3 separate regions of the Gossypium hirsutum genome follow, and regions 1 and 2 are each linked to region 3. The links are chromatin contacts, called in public Hi-C maps. All regions are on one chromosome and are shown on one strand. Each heading gives the region's core, a stretch centred on a gene start, on an enhancer-like site or on the middle of the called end of the contact. The rest is flanking DNA. Distances are from core to core; before and after follow the strand shown.

What was found. Hi-C and Micro-C count contacts between places; a contact is called where the count stands out from the background.
Region 1: a Hi-C map of leaf shows a contact between it and region 3, with 2.1 times the contacts expected there. The contact joins the promoter of LOC107888473 here to the enhancer-like site in region 3. A contact is called at or near these places in 7 of 34 Hi-C or Micro-C datasets (callus, hypocotyl and leaf).
Region 2: a contact with region 3 is called in a Hi-C map of leaf, with 3 times the contacts expected there. The contact joins the promoter of LOC107888472 here to the enhancer-like site in region 3. A contact is called at or near these places in 6 of 34 Hi-C or Micro-C datasets (hypocotyl and leaf).

Annotation. Positions count from the first base shown.
Region 1 is chrA09:1,752,837-1,756,169 of Gossypium_hirsutum_v2.1, reverse strand. LOC107888473 (pentatricopeptide repeat-containing protein At1g62930, chloroplastic) reads left to right here and starts at 1,420. Exons shown (of 3, transcript XM_041077597.1): 1 at 1,420-3,238. The coding sequence starts at 1,972.
Region 2 is chrA09:1,773,611-1,776,633 of Gossypium_hirsutum_v2.1, reverse strand. It overlaps LOC107888472, which reads left to right and starts at 1,469. Exons shown (of 8, transcript XM_041077599.1): 1 at 1,469-1,757. The coding sequence starts at 1,683.
Region 3 is chrA09:2,083,968-2,087,176 of Gossypium_hirsutum_v2.1, reverse strand. No RefSeq gene overlaps it. Among protein-coding and RNA genes, the nearest start is that of LOC107888467, 18 kb to the left of the region's middle. Within about 2 kb of position 1,261, at least 7 of the 9 cell types and tissues checked have an H3K27ac peak or open chromatin away from gene starts, as enhancers often do. A contact at or near this core is called in hypocotyl and leaf, where this site is marked.

The DNA.
Region 1 (3,333 bases), core at 171-2,670, 330 kb after region 3:
ATACAACACCTAAGGTCCATTAAGTGGAACTAATGTAGGATTTAAGATCCAAAAAAAAAAAATCTTTTAATTCTTTCAAGAATAATGCAATGTTTAATTCTTGTCATGGAGAACAAGGAAAAGATTTTTTTTACAAGCTAAAAAAAATACTCTATTAAACTCTAACATTCATTTTGGTTTATTACTTAAAAATTTTGCCTAATCTTTCATTATTGGTCATTCACAAACCAAGGATGTAAATACTTTTTCATTTCTATCACATGACCAAGAGTACATTGTAAATATATGCTCAAAAGCATACAAGATGATTACACAAGAATGGAAGATCACCTTTCTAAGTTTAGATAAGTTTTCAAGATTCAAATGAATGAAATTTTGTATTAATTTTGACTAATTGTTTTGGTAAAATAGAAAATTTATCAATATAAGATAAGCATTTATAGTTTAGTTCTAGAGCGATATGGAGGGTTTTATGTTCTCCAATCATTCTTTATTAGAAATTGGATTTTAAACATGTCTAATTATATTGTTTAATTCTAAAAAAAAATGTTAATTTTATGCTTAAGCCGTTATCGATTTTGTATTTCAATAAGAGTGCTAGTATATCAACATGGTTAAAAAATCAATTATATGTGAATGAGGTATTGTTTTTAAAGAATATTGTATTGTGACTTGAGCCTCGGCATACTTCAACTAGATCTTTTGGTTTCCTTCCAAATGGTATATTATAAGTTTAAAACAGAATTGGGTAACTCAAGTTATGGTTAAAATACTAAAATAATGTTGTGTTAAAAATTTCATTCGCAAAAACTTAACCAAAAATGATCTTTATAATCACTTTTCTCCAATTATTCACCTAAATACATATTAAGTCTAAATCATATAATTAATAACTTAGATAACATAATTCAAGAGGAGAAACATAATAAATAAATTGAAATTTATGCATATTATAGAATGTTGTAAAGTAAGGTATAGAAAAGCCCTAAATAACTCATAGCATTTAACTATTTTTCAATGATTTCTTAATATTAATATTGAATCGAATTGGATCAAATTCCTTGAACGGAGAGTTGACAGTCTGAACATCCACATAAAACTAAAAATTAGACCAACGATTAAGAACTAGTTAAACAGATAAAGATATATGTGTATTCCTTCTACCAAAATCATTTTCATTTCTTCTTCAAGCCTTGGATGGACTTGATTACTAAGTCATTTGTTGTAAGAGAAACCTAATTGTAGAGAAAAAGCATTAAAAGAATTAAATATTTGAGAAGAAGATGAAATCAGAACATGTTTTTTTATCGCAATGTTTAAAATAAAAGTTTTTTACTTTTTTTGGTACTCAGAATGAAAACTTATGAAAGTATGGTGACTAATTGTGTAGTTTATCCATTCAATAATAACTAGCCCTAACAAATGATTCCTTAACCAGTCGAAACGGCAAAAGTCGTCCTCCCATTCTCCTCTCTGTCTCTCGTGTACTGTTAATGGTGGTTTCATTTGAAGCTTAGCCCTTTTTCTTTCATTTTGCTGGTTTTCTAGATATGGGTAAGCTCAATTCTTCATTATTTCTTCGTTCGTTTGTTACTGGTGGAAGGAATCTTTCCAGTTTGCACCCTTCTTTTTCTTGTTCTTTTAACACCATTGGTACCCACATCGAAGCTTTAAGTAAGAATTCAATGTCTGTAAGGGGAAACCCAAAAAAGTATGACCGCTTCAATAATGTTGATGATGCTTGGACTTTGTTTAATAAGATGATTGAGAAGTACCCAAAGCCTTCAATTTTGGAGTTCACTAAACTATTAGCGGCCATTGTTAGAATGAAACATTATGCCATTGTTGTTTCTATGTTTAGCCGAATGGAATTATTAGGAGTTTCCCATAACGTCTATTCTTTGAACATCTTGATTAATACCTTTTGTCAGTTAAATCAAATTGATTTAGGGTTTTCTGTTTTTGGGGAAGATGTTGAAGTTAGGGATTGAACCTGATGTTGTAACTTTGTCTACTTTGATTAATGGATTTTGTAAGCAAAGCAAGATTTCTCAAGCCGTGTGTTTGTTTGATGAAATGGTTGAAAAAGGGTATCAGCCTAATTTAATTATTTACAATACAATACTTAATGGATTGTGTAAGACTGGAAATACTGATAGAGCTATTAGGTTTCTAAGGATGATGGAAGAAAGAGGTTCCGAACCAAATATTGTAGCATATAGTACTGTCATTGACTGTCTCTGTAAAAACAGGTTGTTAAATGAGGCTCTCGAGCTCTTTTCTAAAGTGAAGGCTAAGGGCATTAGACCGGATATTGTTATTTACAATTGCTTAATTCATGGTATGTGTAATTCAGGTCAGCATATGGAGGCAACAAGGCTTTTGAATGAAATGGTGGATAACAATATTTCACTTAGTATTTTCACCTATACTATATTGGTTGATGCATATTGCAAAGAAGGAACGATTTCTGAAGCTGAAGCTATTGTTGACACAATGAGAAAGCAAGGCATTGAACCTAAAGTTGTTACCTATAATGCATTGATAAATGGCTATTGCTTGCAAAACAAAATGGATAAAGCTAGAAGAGTGCTTCAATTGATGATCAAGAAGGGTTATGCACCTAATATACTTAGTTACAACATCATGATCAATGGATATTGTAAAGCTAAAAGGTTAGACAAAGCAATGGAACTCTTTCATGAAATATCTCAAACGGGACTAATCCCGGATACTGTCACATACAGCACTCTTATGCAAGGTATGTGTCAATTAGGGAGAGTTTCTACGGCATGTGAACTTTTGAAAAAGATGGTTGCTTCTGGACAAGTTCCAGACCTGGTGACCTGTTCAATTTTGCTAGATGGTTTTTGCAAAGGTGGTAAACTCGAAGAGGCATTGAAATTTTTTCAAGCAATGTGGAACAGTGGGGTTGAACTCAATATTGTTTCTTATAGTATCCTAATTGATGGCTTGTGCAAAACTGGGCATATCAAAGTTGCAAAGGATTTATTTTGTGAACTCTCAATCAATGGTTTAAAACCAAATGTTTACGCATATGCTATAATGATTAATGGGTTCTGTAAAGAGGGATTGCTAGATGAAGCATACCAGTTGTTTAGGAGCATGGAAGATAATGATTGTTTGCCTAATAACTGCTGTTATAATGTAATGATCCAAGGGTTTTTCCGAAACGGCTATACCTCAGAGGCAACACAACTTCTTACAGAAATGGTCGGTAAGGGCTTTTCTGCAAATTTATGGACTGCCACCTTATTTGTGGATCTCATCATACCATCTAATAAATCAATTTTGATCTGACATATTGTACAA
Region 2 (3,023 bases), core at 220-2,719, 310 kb after region 3:
GTCTTTTGTAGGCTTGAGTTCTTCTAATCAGGCAGAAGTGTTTTTACACTGAGTTTACAAAATAGGAAGATGATGACCCACTCACGTATGATGAAGTGATGAAGTGATGAAGTGATGAAGAGTCTTGATTCCAAGCTCAGGGAAATAACTATGAAAGTTGAAATGAATTCTATGGACTCTAACCCAGTGTGAGAACTTGTAGACTTACCGGAAGGGATAAAACCATTAGAGTGTAAATAGATCTACAAGAAGAAAAAAATACGAATGAAAAAGTGAAAACTTATAAGGCAAGACTTGTAGGAAAATGTTATACTCGGAAAGAATGTATCGAACATGAAGAAACATTCTCTCCGGTTGCCATGCTCAAGTCAACCTACATATTTTTATCCATTACAATGACACTCGATTACAAGATCTAGCAAATGGATGTTAAGACAACGTTTTTGAATGGCTATCTTGAAGAGAGCATCTATATGATGCAACCCACCAGATATATAACTAAAGGAAATGAGTATAAAGTTTGCAAACTGCTTAGATCCATATATGGACTTAAGCAAACATCCCGCTCATGGAATCAAAGATTTTATCAAGTGATTAAGACTTTTGGATTTGAGCAAAATGTAGATGAACTTTGTGTTTATAAACGTTTAGGGGATGGAAAGACGATCTTTCTCGTTCTATATGTCGATGACATTCTACTCATTGGGAATGATGTAGGGACATTATTATTGGTTAAACTATGCTATCCAATTTAGTCCCCCCGAACATATGAGACATGTGCAAGAATTTCATCTCTTGAAAGGAGTGCTCAATAACTCGCGGTGCACTCACACTTAAATTGTGTATCTACGTCCCAATAATCTGATTTTCGGTATGATTATATAAACATAAAAAATTTATAAAATTAATAATGTTAACAACTTAATAATTATATTAATTAAAATTAAAAAATTTAATAATATTTTTTACCATTAACCTTGGACGCCAAAAATGTGTTTGTCATTCAAACGAATAAGAGGCATTAACATTTTTAAAATTATAAAAATTAAAGAAATTATGAAATATAAAATTAAGACAACAATAATTTGAGAGAAATTGAATGAACAATTGAGAATAAGATAGTTGAGAGAATAGATTAATAGGATTAAGAGATTGAGAGAATATGATTTGAATGCAAAAGAATGAAAATAAGTTGAGTATATATAGCAAATAAACTATTCTCATCCATATTATATTTTTAATTATTTAAATTTAATTTATAAAAATTCTAATTAAATTAAAAATATTATTATATATTTATATTTTTCGTATTTTAATACAGAAAAAACAAAACAATGAATTGGCTTGACAAGGTAACGTCAAACTGATGTGCTTTTGGAATTATTTATTAAAGAAGGTTAAGTGGCTTTTGAAAATGAACTGACCAATTTGGACTAAGATGGCTAATAAATTTAATCATTATATTTTATTATATTTATTTTTAACTGTAGGAAGTATGACCGGTCTATTTAGGAGTGAAGAAGAAGGAAACTGGGAAGAAATTTGATTTCTAACTGAAGCACTCTACTTTTTTCTCTCTCTCTCTCTCTCTCTCTCTCTTTTGAAAATTTAATTCTAACAGAAGCAATTTTTTGCTTTTTATTTTTCTATTTTCCATTGGATTGAAGGAGGGGGAGGAGGTGATGGAGAATTCAGTTGCTGAACATCAACGCAGGGAAGCATCTTCTTCTTCATCAGATCCTTCAAATCATGCTCAGGTATTTTACTTATTACTATTGTTGTTATTATAGATTGCTAACTGGTGATTTTTTTCACCAATCCGGTTACCAGCCATTTTTTTTAATATTTGTAATTGACTGGAATCAAGCTTCGTTTGATCTAGTTTTGGTGAAATTTTACTGGATTTAGCTTACAACTTGTTTTGTTTCCTTGTTCAATTGATTTTTTATTTCATAATATTATAAAATAGATGAGATGAACCAAAAAAACAAAATTTTGATCTATTTAATTTTTGTTCATGTGCGCCATTCTTAGATTAGGCTTGATGCGGAGGAGCTTATTTGAATATTACTGATATTTTGTCCCACTTTCCGTTTATTTATAATTGGTGTTGTGAGTAGTAAATAACAAATTTATGGGATTTTGGTTTTAAATGAGTAGTTGGAGGATGATTTGTTGTATGAAGCTCTATTAGAATTTCTATTTCCTTGTGCTTGGAATACCTACAAAACCCAATCTATTAGAATTTCCCAAAATTTGAGTAAAGTTGTGCTTGGAAACCTTTCCACTGCTTTGTTGATATGACCAACTCTGAATTTCTTCATGTCGCCGGAAGCACTGTTTATCGTTTTCGAATAATAAATTAACGGGAAAAGTGCCCAACCCTCATATTGATTGTAAAAATTGTACTTTATGATTTCCAAATACAATGAATGTGATCTAGGTTTATTTTTGCACTTTATTTACCAATTGTTCTATCAATAACTAGCCATAGATTTAAATGTTTGCTGGAACTAGATGTTAGGCAGGGATTTAAATAGCGGACCGATATCGGAATAGCGGCCGTTATATAGCGGTAGTGGCGCCGTCCGAAACCGCTATTGCTAAAAATAGCGGTATGAAGCGGAGTCACACCAATAGCGGTGGATCGCGGCCGCAATTTAACGGGTAACGGCCAATTGCGGGAATAACGGGCCGCTATTCCCGTTATTTTCCGTTACAGTGGTTAAAGCAGCATCAGATTGAAGGATGAGATGAAGGTTGGGGATTCCGTTCAGGTACAATAGAGAAAAGAATTAGCTTAGGTTCACAGCCCACCCCTTCTTTTGAGCAAGAGTGAGTAGTAGCTAAGATCTTGAGGTTTTCAGCGTGCTTGCTGTCCATGGTTGGGTCGATTCTGCGGGGGCCAGTGGAATTGTACAACCGGCGCGAAACAGCTGGGCAATGGGATATGCCGATTGTATGACCACCTGAAAAACAAATGAGAGACTTTGAACATCCGAGAAGCCTGAGAACATTTCCCC
Region 3 (3,209 bases), core at 12-2,511:
GGAAAATAGAGAGCTTTTAAAACTTTGGCTAAAAGACAATTAGGCTGAGAAAAAATGCACCAAACCTGCTTAGCTAACAACGCCTTATTAAACAGAAACAAATTTTTAAAACCCATCCCACCAACACATTTTGGTCTATATAAAAAATCCCAAGGACTCTAATGAATACCCTTCGCGGATTTGTTATTTGTCCACAAAAACTTGTTCATTATGCCTTCCAACTTCCGACATAACGATTTTGGCATAAGAAAGAATTGCATTACATAAAGCGAAATGGCTTGTAATACTGATTTGATGAAAACCTCATTCCCCCCAATTGAGAGATAGCGTAAACTCCACCCTTTTACCTATTTTCTGAACCTGTTAACAAAATGGGAGAAAGCCCACATTTTATTCTGACCAACCATCATAGGCAAGCCTAAGTTCTTTTCTGGACTTGCAGCCAACCTAACCCCTAAAAGATTGATAATGTTTCCCTTGATAGTTGAATCCACATTAGCCCCAAAATAAATGAAGGACTTATCAAAATTCACACGCTGCCCTGAAATCATTTCATACTCATGGATGACATCTCGAACCGCATAAGCTGTTTCGCAAGAAACATCTCTAAAGAGTATACAATCATCTGCAAAAAATAGGTGATTGATTGACAACCTTTTATTTCCAATTGATGCAACCCTCATCAATCCTTTGTGCTTTGCTTCCCTAATGAGAATAGAAAAACCCTCAGAAAAAATGAGAAAAAGATAAGGGCTGAGCGGATCACCCTGCCTTAGGCCTTTGGAAGGTAAAAACCACTCACCATTAGACCCATTAAAGCTCACCGAATATGAGACAGAACAAACACATCTCATTATCCAAACAATCCAATCATGAAAATTGAGGTGAGTAATCATTCCTGCCAAAAAATCCCATTCCTCACGATCATACGCTTTACTTATATCTAGTTTAAGCGCAAAATTTCCTTTCTTGCCACTTTTCTTTATTTTGAGAGAATGAAGGAGCTGATAAGCAATTAGCATATTATCCGATAAAAGCCTTTCTGGGATAAAAGCCCATTGAGCTTCATCAATGCAATCTTCCAAAACACTACTCATACGATTCACCAAGACCTTCGCGATAATTTTGTAAATTACATTACAAAGGCTTATGGGTTTAAATTGTGACAAATTCTTAGGTTTTTCGACCTTGGGGATCAGCACAATACGTGTCTTATTAATATCAGCTATTTCAGCTTATCCATTCAGAATAAATAAACAATAAGAGGAAATATCAGGCCCAATTAAGTTCCAGTACCTTTGAAAAAATATTGTGGGAAACCCATCCACACCAGGTGCTTTCAAGGGTGCCATCATCTTGACTGCCGCACCAATATCCTCTTCAGTAAACAGTTTGAGAAGTGTATCATTCATGCTCTCAGTAACTCTTTTCTCCACTAGTCCAAATACATGCTCGTCTGAGCCCACCTCAGAAGCCGAAAAAAGATTCTTAAAATAATCGGAAGCAAGATTTAACAACTCAGTCGAAGAAGTCCTTCTACCATTCCCATTTTCCAACTCTAAAATACGACCACGAAACTGGCGTTGAATAGTTATTTTATGAAAATAGCTAGTATTGCGATCACCATTCTGTAGCCAATTAACACGAGCTCTTTGCTCTTAAAACAGTTCTTCTTTATTAGCCTCCAAATTAAGCCCCAATTGGACCTCTGTAATTTTCGCTAAATTCTCGTCGGAGAGATCTTGATTAAAAAAAAACTCCAATCTATCTTCCAATTCCACATGATTTCTTTTATCCTCTCTAAATTTGGATGTACTCCAACGTTGAAGTTGATGACCAAGCCTCTCTAGCTTTTTCGGAACGCTGCCTGAAATATCATTCTACAAACTTTTAACCAGTCCTATGAAAGAACTATCCAAGCATCACTTGGCCTCAAACCGAAACATTTTATTTGAGATACCTAGACCATTCCTACTCTTTTTCATTGTGTCCAACAGAATAGGGCAATGATCAGAGAAGGAATGACTTAAGTGTTCTACTTGATAACTGGGGAAATTATTAATCCAACTCAGTGTAGCAACCCCACGATCCAAACGCTTCCGTATGTTTGTGTCAGAGAAATTCCCTCTCTCCCATGTATACCACCGACCAACATAGTCCAAATCATTAAGACTGCAATCTTCCAGCGCCATTCAGAAAGCATTCATCTGGCGTTCTGATCTAAGACCACCACCTTTCTTCTCAAAAGAATTTGTAATCTCATTGAAGTCCCCCAAAACAACCCATGGAGTGTATTGGTCATGGCTTAATTGTCTAAGCAATTTTCAAGATGTACCTCTATACCTTCCATCCGGATTCCCATAAAACCCAGTTAATCGCCAAGTGTCGCCATGTTCATTGTCATGAATCTCAACATCTATATGAAAAGAAGAAAAACTTTTAAGACTAACCAAAGCGTTTCCTTTCCATCCCAATAAAATACCTCCTCGAGACCCCACTGCCCCAATATCAATCCCATTCTCAAAACCGCAATTCATCCTGACCATCTCCATCCTTTTAGAGTTTAATTTTGTATCCATAAGAAACAAAATCCGGGGATTAATGACTCTCAACTTATTCTTGAGCCTTTTAATAGTCCGGGGCCTCCCCAAGCCAAGGACATTCTAGCTAAGGATTTTCATTGTGATCGACTGCTCTGTTCACCAGAGCTAGCCGTTAAATCAAGAGAACCACCTTCCGTAGTATTGCCCAAAAGAGCAAACGAACCTGCCACAACCCTCTTTCATTTCTTTCCTTTCGTACCTGCTATTGGGTCATTTTCCTCCTCCACAATCATTTCCATAGGCCCATTTACTAGCCCATCAACAACCGAAATACTTTTTCCCAAATTGCGTCCATTTTTATTTCCTTTAGTGAGATGTTGATTGGATCCTAATGGGATTAGATTTGGATTTGACATCTGTTTCCCAAAATCTCTCCCTATATCCCGTCCAAAATCAATCTCCCAATTAAAATTAATGCTTTGATTGGGGCTTCCCATATTCTCAACATGACATTGCGATCTATCAGCTTCACGCAACCACCGGCTCACCACCGCTGTCCGCCGCCGTGGCACCGCACGTAAAGATAAATCCCATCCATACACAATTTTTGATGGCTCAATTTTCAACCGGAATGGATAGTAGCTCTCACCATGCCCCAACTTGCCA